Linked DNA regions of Danio rerio: region 1 is linked to region 2. Evidence: chromatin contacts called from public Hi-C data. All regions are on one chromosome and are shown on one strand. The core of a region is the stretch at or near the end of the contact, and the rest is flanking DNA. Distances in the headings are between cores, read along the strand shown. Region 1 has its middle 38 kb from the start of atp5mc3a. Region 2 holds the start of hoxd13a (homeobox D13a).

Region 1 (5,605 bases), core at 529-3,028, 310 kb after region 2:
CAGTTTATTGCAAACAGATAAGTTCAAATATTCCTTTCCAGTTATCAAAGAAATAATTTGTTACTTCATTTTAGTTTAGTTTGGGGCCATCTACACTTGCAAAATAAAAGAAAGTTTTGCAAACGAAAAATAAAGTGTTGAGCAGAACAACAAATAAATGCGAATCTGCAGAAATCACAAAGAGAACATTTATTTTTAAGAAACAAAAGTAATTTTGTTAACAAAAATAAAGAACTGCAAAGGGAAAAATAAGTTTTGAAAAATAAAAATGAAATAAAAAAACAACTGCAAATAAAAATCAAGCAGTGTATTTAGTTATATTTAGTAATATAAGGATTTTCCCGTCCTTATATTAGCAAAAATGCAAATGAACCAATATACTTTCTAGAAAAGGGTGGAGTCTTTACATCCGTGTATGTCCTTGTACATTGACAAAACATTCCACGTGATTTCAGCAGTGGTGGAAAGAGTGCCATTACTTACCCAAAAATGTAGTACAAGTAAAGTAAACCTGCTGTAAAGCCAACAATACCAATGCGACTCTGCACATGATAGGATGATGAACTGATATAAATATATATATATATATATATATATATATATATATATATATATATATGTGTGTGTGTGTGTGTGTGTGTGTGTGTGTGTGTGTGTGTGTGTGTGTGTGTGTGTGTGTGTGTGTGTATATATATATATGGTTGTTTGAATATATTTTACATCAATAATGGCAGCCTGCAATGTCAAGCAACATTAAATTATATGCAAATTAGTGCGATTAATATGCATTAGAACAATGTTGCTCTAATAAATGTGTATTATTGTCTGTTTTTGTGTGTGTGTGCCTTGTTTTTCGTATGCTGTGGGGACCAGATGTCGCTACAATTGTAGCAATACCAGTAAATTTTGACCTTGTAAAGACAATTTTTGGTCTCCATGAGGAAAATGTCTCATAAAGTCAACACAATCTCACGGCAATTCGTAACTTTTTCATTTAGTGGCTAATTCGTATGAATTCGTACGATCTAATTCGTACAATTTAGTACGATTTGCTTATCCCCCAATGACGGTTGGGGTTAGGGGTGGGGTCAGGTGCCACGCCTCCTTTTAAAAATCGTACCATTTCGTACGACTGAACTCGTACGAATTTGTACGAATTAGCCACTAAACTGGCAAAACGTAAAATACTTACGTTTTCTCGTGAGATCAGGCTGCATAAAGTACACAGAATGAAGTATTATGAAAATGTAAACATGCAGAGTGTTCTCTGTGAGGGTAGTGTTGGGGGAAGAGGACAGAACGTACAGTCTGTACAATACAAAAATCATTTAGTCTATGAGAAGTCCCCATAAATATAGCAAACAAAGTGTTTGTGTGTGTGTGTGTGTTTGTGTGCATGTCTTCAGGAATGTGTGGTGCTGTGTAGAAGCCGGCCCCTCTCATGTCTGAGGTTTACCCTTAATCCCTCTTTGATCTGGTGATTTGATGGGTTTAGTGTATCTGCGGCCGCATGATCAGCAGCGGCTCAGAGTTTAGCAGATCACACGGCTGTTTGCAGCTCGCTGTCACTACAAACAAACAGAGCTAAAGACTGCTTACACATGTTCCTCCGGCTTCTGGAAAGATCTGGGCAGAAGGAAACTGCTCATGTGGCAGATTTTAGACCTGTTTTTATAAAAGGAAACCTATAAGGCCCCTTTGTCCAAGATGTAAGCGAAATCCCAGAGGCCTCAGAATGTGTTTGTGAAGTTTCAACTGAAAATACCTAATTATACCATGCTGTAGATGCCCATGTATAAGTTGATGAAAAAGAAAAAAAAGCTTCATGTGTGTCTCTTTAAATGCAAATTAGCTGGTTATTTCCCTACCCACTTTCTAGAAAAGGGCGGAGCCTTTACATCCTTGTATGTTCTTATACACTGACAAAACATTCCACATGATTTCAGCAGTGGTGGAAAGAGTACAGTTATAAGCAGAGGTCGGTAGTAACGAGTTACATTTACTTAGTTACATTTACTTGAGTAAAATTATTGGGTAACGAGTACTTTTGGAGTACATTTAAATATGTGTAGTTTTACTCTTACTCAAGTTAATTATCTATAACTATAGTTAGTTACAGTAAATGCAACCCAAGCTCATTCTGAAAACGTAGCCCCGCGGATGTTTCTGGAGACCACGATTAACGTGGCCGGAGGTACGTATGGCTGCATTACGTTTTTTCAAGCGAATGATACGGGGCTGACGGCTCGCCTCCTCCGTGTGTAGGCCGGGTTCGAGTCCGGGAAAGAGCAGTTCCAGAAATCAGGTAAGACAAAAAACAGAATCCAAAAAATAAAGCGAACGAGAATGGGGCGAAATCCGAAAACGCGGTCAAAATCAGACGAGCGCTTTTCTTTTTCTGCACGGCTTTCGTAAATCATCGCTTGGATTTAGGGAAGATGGAGGAAGAGGGTGGCTGGGTCGGCCGATTGGCCGGCCGCCCAGTCTATCATTCAGTCATTCAGCCAGCCGGACAGACGGTCGATTGACAGCGGCCTCTGTCGGCGTTTTACGCGAGAACAGCGCGGACGCGAACGGCACGCGCACGCTTGTGAGAGGCGTTCGAGACGCAAAAAAAGCACGCACAGCGGCCTCTCGCGGATTCGTGAAAACCAAAACTGCACTAATACGTACCTCCCGGGATGTATTTCACGGCCTCCAGAATTGTCTGCGGAGCTACGTTTCCACAATAAGCCTGGGTTGAGTAAATGAGTAGTAGTAATAGTAGTAATATTCAATTCAATTCAGCTTTATTTGTATAGCGCTTTTACAATGTAGATTGTGTCAAAGCAGCTTCACATAAATGGTCATAGTAACTGGAACAGTGTGGTTCAGGTTTTAGTGTTTAAGTTCAGTTCAGTTCAGTTTAGCTCAGTTCAGTGTGATTTAATCATTACTGAGAGTTCAAACTCTTCAATAATATAGTATTATAGTAATACCCTTGTTGCTAGTATCTACAAAAAAAAGACATAGCCACATCATTAAAGTGTGATCATGTCACTTTTACGTATGCCAGGTGACGTATAAATGTTAAAAAAAAGTTTATATTGTTTTTTTGTTAAATGTATGTATACATAGTTATACATGGTTTCTACAGTGGATGTCAATGGTAGTTTTTCCAGCATTCGTCAGTAAAGTATAGTCAAAAGTAAAACAATATCTTCTTTCTAAGAAATGTATCTAAATTTCTAAAAAAAAATATATATATATTAAAAGTTAGAACAGTTTGAGTGTGTAAACTTCTTTATTGGGTGAGCTATCTCTTTAATTATTATAATAATATGTAAGAGTATTGTCTTCAAAAACTTGTGAAAGCCTTCCAGAAGTTTGCATTTTCAAGCTGTCTAAAACATTGATCGTCGAGTAAATGAATGATCAAACACATGAAGTGACTGGAGGGGGTGTTACAATAAAATCAAAAACCTTATCTCAGAATATAAAAGAAATGCGCCATGTTTTACTCAACAATACTGTCTGTTGGGGAAAAAGAAATGTAACCATTAATAATAATTAACTAGCATACCATGCAAGGTGTTCAACATCTGACGGAACGTATGGCGCATGATACGCTGAGTAAAACACACTGCAGTATGTAAAACGCTTACTGTCTCTTTAGTCTGGGCAGATGTTCTGTACACTAATTACAGCTTCAAACATGATAAACTCAAATGACAATTCCTTGCCTAAACCACAAATGCTTTGAAATAAATACTCCACTTTCAGGCTTAATTTTTAGCTTCACTTCAGTTAAACATTGAAGTTTTACCATTTTTCAGTCCATTCAGCCGATCTCCGGGTCTGGCGGGAGCATGATTAGCTTAGCTTAGCGTAGATGATTGAATCAGATTAGACCATTAGCATCTCACTCAAATATGACCAGAGAGTTTTGATAATTCTCCTATTTAAAGCTTGACTCTTCTGTAGTTGCATCGTGTACTAAGGCCAACAAAAATGAAAAGTTGTTATTTTCTAGGTTGATATGGCTAGGAACTATACTTATAATGATAACTAGAAAGAGAGTATAGTTCCATATCGTCCTAGAAAATACTATTCAATTCTGTTAGTACACAATGTAAATAGGAGAATTATCAAAACTCTTTGGTCATTTTTAAATGAAATGTTTATGTGCATTCGCAGTGCATTATGGTTATTTTCTATTTGTTGAGTATGTTGTACACTTGTAATTGTGATGCATTGTGGGATTGATTCAGTGAACATCCACTATGGTTTCAGACACCACTACATATGGCCGCTCCCTCAAATAGTGCGCTATTTAAGATTACAGGTGTTTCAGGATTTCAGACACAGCCATCAGATCCTGTTTTTAGAGCAAGATGCTAATGGTCTAATCTGATTCAATGTCTTATGCTAAGCTAAGCTATTTTAGAATGTCCACTATGGTTTCAGACACCACTACAAATGGCCGTCCCCTAAAAAAGTGTGCTATTTAAGATTACAGGCGTTTCAGGATTTCAGACACAGCAATCGTATCCTGTTTTTAGAAAGAGATGCTAATGGTCTAATCTGATTCAATGTCTTATGCTAAGCTAAGCTATTTTAGTATGTCCACTATGGTTTCAGACACCACTACATATGGCCGCTCCCTCAAACAGAGTGCTATTTAGGATAACAGGCGTTTTAGGATTTTAGACACAGCAATCGTGTCCTGTTTTTAGAGTGAGATGCTAATGGTCTAATCCGATTCAATGACCTATGCTAATCTAAGCTACTTTAGTATGTAACTATGGTTTCAGACACCACTTCAAATGGCCGCTCCCTCAAATAGTACGCTATTTAAGATAATAGGGGCCCGATTTCAGACACAGCCATTGTATCCTGATTTTAGAGTGAGATGCTAATGGTCTAATCAGATTCAATGTCTTATGCTAAGCTAAGCTATTTTAGTATGTCCACTATGGTTTTTGACACCATTACATATGGCCGCTTCCTCAAGCAGTGTGCTATATAAGATTACAGGATTTTCAAGATTTCAGACTCAACCATCATATCCTGATTTCAGAGTGAGATGCTAATGGTCTAATCTGATTCAATGTCTTATGCTAAGCTAAGCTATTTTAGAATGTCCACTATGGTTTCAGACATCATTACAAATGGCCACTCCCTCAAACAGTGCGCTATTTAAGATTACAGGTGTTTCAGGATTTCAGACACAGCCATCATATGCTGTTTTTAGAGACAGATGCTAATGGTCTAATCTGATTCAATGTCTTATGCTAAGCTAAGCTACTTCAGAATGTTCACTATGGTTTGGGACATCACTACAAATGGCCGCTCCCTCAAACAGCGCATTATTTAAGATTACAGGTGTTTCAGGATTTCAGACACAGCCATCGTATCCTGTTTTAAGAGACAGATGCTAATGGTCTAATCCGATTCAATGTCTTATGCTAAGCTAAGCTATTTTAGTATGTCCACTATGGTTTCAGACACCACTACAAATGGCCGCTCCCTCAAACAGAGTGCTATTTAAGATAACAGGCGTTTTAGGATTTTAGACACAGCAATCGTGTCCTGTTTTTAGAGTGAGATGCTAGTGGTCTAATCC
Region 2 (5,382 bases), core at 1,569-4,068:
TTGAGTGTATGGGAAAGAGGAAATTGACGGGAGAATTCATTGATTGACAAATACAACCAACTGTTTAACATTACTTCTAAGTATAATTTACATTGTATCCCACTATAATATACTCTTTACTTTATGCAAACCAACTCTACAAAGATATCAATGGGATTAACATTTGATGCAGACGTCAGGTCTCTTCTTATCCTTGACCCGTCGGTTTTGAAACCATATAGTTACTTGTCTCTCAGACAGGTTGGTAGAAGAAGCGATCCGCCGTCTGTTCTCCTTTGTAATGAACTTAGTGGTGTTGTATTCACGCTCGAGCTCTTTCAGCTGAAATTTTGTGTAAGGAACCCGCTTCTTTCTCCCGCGCTGACAGAATGAAGCCGCTGCTGCTTCCTCTGAGGAAAAAACAACAACATCACAGTTTTAATCACTTATAAGCCTTTTTAGTTTAAAAAAATATTTAATTATTTTAATGTTAACAATGATGCATCTTAAATTAACGTCGCATTTGTAAAAGAAAGGCCTTGTTATCATTGAAATCCAAAGAGAATGTGTGTATATTTTTATATAATGCCATATCAGCATCTCGACTCTGAAGCAAATCTGGTTATTTTAACCCAAAGTTGGGTCAAATTCGGACAAACTCAACCGTTGTGTTAATTTTGTCGATTCAATTTAAATTAGATTTTTTAAAAGTTGGTTTTGTCTATACTTGACCCAATATTGGTTTATTACATCCTTTTTTTGTGATTTAGATTATTAAAATTTGTACTTCTACACTCTAAAAAATACTGGGTTATTTAAACACAAATTGGGTAAAATATATACTAACCCAAACATTGGGTTACATTTGGTCCTATTCATTCTTATTTGAAAAAAACAAAACAAAACACCAACAAAAACACAACAGCAGTGGTTAGTCCGTATTATACCGAGAAGTGGGTCGAAATAACCCAGCATTTTTTTAGAGTGTAGTTATTAAAAATATTTACACTCAAAAATGTTGGGTTGTATTAATCAATGTTGGGTTAACACAGACCACCATTTGTAGAGTGTAGTTTCATGGCAAAACAGAAAGTCTGTATAAGTCATTAATGTCTGTCGAGTTTAATTATAGATTAGATTATTAAATTTTTGCTCCTGGTTATTACATAATCAATTTATCTACACTTCAAAAATGTTGGGTTGTATATGTTGGGTTAATACAACCCATAATTTTTTTGAGAATAGTTTCATGTTAAAACTAAATCTGAATGTCTGAAGTGTTTAATTATAGATTAGATTATTAAAAGGTGTGCTTTTTGTTATTAAATACTACATTTATGTACACTTTAAAAATATTGGTTGTATTAACCAATGTTGCAGCCCACCCTTTGAGAGTTTCATGGTAAAACACAAAGTCTGAATCTTTGTAATGTTTAATTATAGAATTGATTATTAATACGTGTGCTTCTGGTTATTAAATAATACATTTATGTTTATGCTTATTTTTGAGTATAGTTCCATGGTACAACACAAAGTCTGAATGTCTGTTATGTTTAAGATTATTAAAAGTTGTGCTTCTGGTTGTATTTGTTGGGTTAATACAACGCACATTTTTTTTGGACAATAGTTTCCTGGTAAAACTGAATCTGAATGGCTGTAGTGTTTAATTCTAGATTAGATTATTAAAAGTTGTGCTTCTGGTTATAAGAAAATATTTTTGTACACTTTAAAAGTGTTGGGTTGTATTAACCAATACTGGGATAAATATCGGCAAACTCAGCCGCTGGGTTATGTATTTGTTATTATTATGACTGATTATTTCCAATTAAATTTAAACAATTATTTTACAATTTTAATACTTGTTTGTCCATATTTGACCCAACATTGGATTAATACGAAACCTGCGTTTTTGGAGTGTAATTGACATGAATTTAAACAAATATGGATCAAAAAATTAAATTAAAAAATCAGAGAGCGAAAATTTAAGCTTTATTTTGTAACGGTGCAAAACAGGGAATCCTCTGTATGTAAAAACAAAGGGAAAAAATAACCTCTTTGAATTCGAGATTCTCTTGCTCCCTGGGTAAGATAAATTGTGAATGATTTGTGCACGATTATAAATTCAGTTGCTCTTTAGATCAGAGCCTCCTTAATGTGTCCACAAAAATGCTCTTTACGCGTAGCTAATGAAGAGAGGCGAGGAGTGAGTCAAAGCAGAGCTGAGGTCTTACCTGTTAATGATGGTTTCCAGATATGCGGGCTCCGCGTCTGGTCTTGAAAGCAATAAAGTTGACTGCTGCAATTGTTTGACCAGTCCCAATGTTGGTGGCCTTCCATTGTCAAACAAGTCTCATGTCTAAGATCTCCCATCATTGCTCTCTGAACCACAGGTAGATCAATGAAGGCAGGGATTCTCGGATAGGAGCGCGCGCAGCCTTGATAAAAGGCGAACTCTTTAAGCCAGCTGGAGGCTTCACCGTGGTCCACGGGTTTATTGGCGAACTGTCCGTTTTGCTTCGCAACACCAGGCGGGAACACGGCGTTCTGTGGAACTTTGTAACTGTTTTCCAAATGGCATCCAAACGTGAAGGAGCCAGAGCCGATATTGGATGGAAAAGAAAAGTAAGGACTGATAGACTCATTGCATACAGAAGTCGGTCGATCAACAGCGGAGAGCACCGGCGCTCCTGATGTACACCGGCTTGAGTGAGTCCCGAAGGCAGATGGGTAAACATTTATAAACTCTTCATCCAGTCCTCCTCCGTCCATATTCCTCAGTGCATGGGATTTAACTCATGTCTGTTATGGGCTCAAAACCAAGAAAAATGCACGCAGAAAATAACATCTCCGTTGACAGTTAAGCTTTTATGTTTATTTCCCGGACTAATTACATAGGTCAGAAAACATGGCATGTGATTGGGCAGCTGTCACCATGTGACATGCAAATAGTTAAGCTGAACTTGAACGAAAGCACAGAGTAGCCTAGTTTTTATGTGTCTGTGCCTGGACATGGCTTAAGGAGATGGGTTTGAATAACTTTTTGTCTGTAATTGCGTTTATTTTTATGTATAAAAGCTTGCAGAGCAGCTTTGCCTCGCATTAGCACATTAAATATTAACATATAGCACAAAATATATGCATTTTAAAAATGTATGGGTTGTTGTAATCCAACATTGGGTCAAATATAAACAATCGCTGGGTTAAATTGTTTTATTTAAATGTAAGAAGGTCGCTGGTTCGAGTCCCGGCTGTATCATGTGGCATTTCTTTGTGGAGTTTGCATGTTCTCCCCATATTGGCGTGCTACGGTTTCCCCCACAGTCCGGTATAAGTGAATTGAATAAACTAAAATTGGCCGTAGTTTATGTGTGTGAATGCGTCTTTCCCAGTACTGGGTTGTAGCTGAAAGGCATCTGCTGTATATGGATAAGTTGGCGGTTCATTCCGCTGTGGTGACCACTGATGAATAAAGTGACTTAGGAGAAGAAAAATGAATTAATGAACAAAAAAATTCACCCAAAGTTGGGTTTGTCAATATTTGAGCTTATGGGTTACATCAACAACAGCACTTCAGTGTATTTTAGAGTGTGCCAGTCATTCTGTCCAGTTTGTTGTTAATTCTCAGTCTTTTGGATTTTGGAAACATTGTTTTTAATGGTTTTAAGCACTTTTTATCAACAATAATCATACAAAAATAGTTACAAATTAAAATTTTGGAAGTTTCTCCATTTATGGCCATTATTATTCAGTGTTAGAAACCAATAAAAGTCTAAATGTTTTATTATGATCAATACTATTAAGAAACAGTCAAGCTTTATAATAATTTATAGAATTATATTAGTTTGGTTTCAAGTTTTTATCAATGTTCTCCAAGATTCTTTGATAATAAGAAACTTTAAAATGTTATATTAGATTAGATTAGATTCAACTTTATTGTCAATACACATGTACAAGTACAGGGCAATTCAGTTTAGGTCTAACCAGGAGTGCAATAGCATCAAGTGCAGGATATAGGTATGAGTTATAAAGTGCAATTATTGAAAAACTGTGGTTATATTTACAGATAGATGTACTATGAACATTATATACAGGTTGTTTTAACTATGATCAGAGTTACAATAGATATTTAATAATATATTCAAAATATATGTACAGGTTGCTATTAATAATCAGATGCAGATAAATATGAACATAATAACAAATCTATATGTGCAGTGCATGAATTCAAGATGACTTAGTGCAACGAAGTGCAATTGTAAATGTGCTAATATTAAATAGTGCAGTGATTATGGGGAGTATAAGTTATGATAAGAGTGTGGGGGTGTTTTATATAGTAAATGTCTCGCGTTTGATCAATTAAAGGTGCCTCTGGTTATTCAAGAATTATATTCTTAAACTAAAATACACGCATGAACTGTAGTGAGACACATCACACGCATTGTAGACAATACAGGAAATAATCGCTGATTGCTGTAATGTCTTTTAATCACTATAGGTGGCTCTCTAATTTAATTTAGAGAAACTATAGAGTGGGATGAGCTGTTTCCTTTTAACCATGTAGTAAGTCAATGCGGATGCGTTTTTTTCTCAAATACAAATTAGCATAAGTTGTAAACAAGATCATTTTCACTCAGTGTTAATATATTAATATCATTGTGTTTGGCCCTTGAGTGTCATAGAGGAAGACGCTGAAAATGGCTGGGCAGGACATACAACAGTGTTGCGCAACACTTGACGGATTTCCATGCATGCCAGAACATTTATGCTTCCTTTTCCCAAATGCCTGTAAAGCACAGACATTTTTCCTCCTTAATTACTTCCCGAATTTACCCTACTTCTGTCCCAATTTTTTTAAACTTACTTCAAATATTTGAAGTGTGATTTTTGTGGCTGTCCTGAAGCGTTCAATCCATCTATAGCACAATCGCGTGTGCGTTTTATTTGAGTTTTGGGGATTTTCTGAGAGGATCCCATTGCGAAACACCTGGGAGCAGCTCAAAAGCACACAATTAGCGCCGGAAGGGAAACCAGACAACCTGCAGTTTTTTTCTTTCTGTAGGGCCCTCACAAGAAGCATCTAGTTTGTTGACATACCACGGCAGTAAAGCTAGCAGTAAAACCCGATTGAACACACCGTCAACAATGCCACAATTAAATACTCTGATGTTTTTTATGCAATGGCGATTTGTTTAAATGAAATATTATAAATTGCAATATTTTTATATATTAATGCTTAAATATACAGGTCCAAAAGCGATGACTATGACATTGCAATTATCTTGTATACGAGTATATGAATGTGATTGTTTTCTCCAGAAGAATAAAACTTCAGAGTTTCCTGTGAGGGTTGCGTTTAGGGACAAGGTTGTGGCTGAGCCATAGAGAATATAGTTAAAAACAATG

What was found. A called contact is a pair of places that touch in the nucleus more often than the background predicts.
Region 1: a contact with region 2 is called in a Hi-C map of embryo, with 3 times the contacts expected there. The contact joins the enhancer-like site here to the promoter of hoxd13a in region 2. A contact is called at or near these places in 7 of 18 Hi-C or Micro-C datasets (caudal fin, embryo, fibroblasts and 2 more) and 1 of 4 datasets of contacts at active chromatin or transcription factors (caudal fin).

Annotation. Positions count from the first base shown.
Region 1 is chr9:2,295,908-2,301,512 of GRCz12tu, forward strand. No RefSeq gene overlaps it. Among named protein-coding and RNA genes, the nearest start is that of atp5mc3a, 38 kb to the right of the region's middle. Within about 2 kb of position 1,779, at least 3 of the 62 cell types and tissues checked have an H3K27ac peak or open chromatin away from gene starts, as enhancers often do.
Region 2 is chr9:1,985,029-1,990,410 of GRCz12tu, forward strand. hoxd13a (homeobox D13a) reads right to left here and starts at 2,819. Exons shown (of 2, transcript NM_131169.3): 1 at 2,211-2,819; 2 at 1-389. The coding sequence starts at 2,748. The coding sequence ends at 157.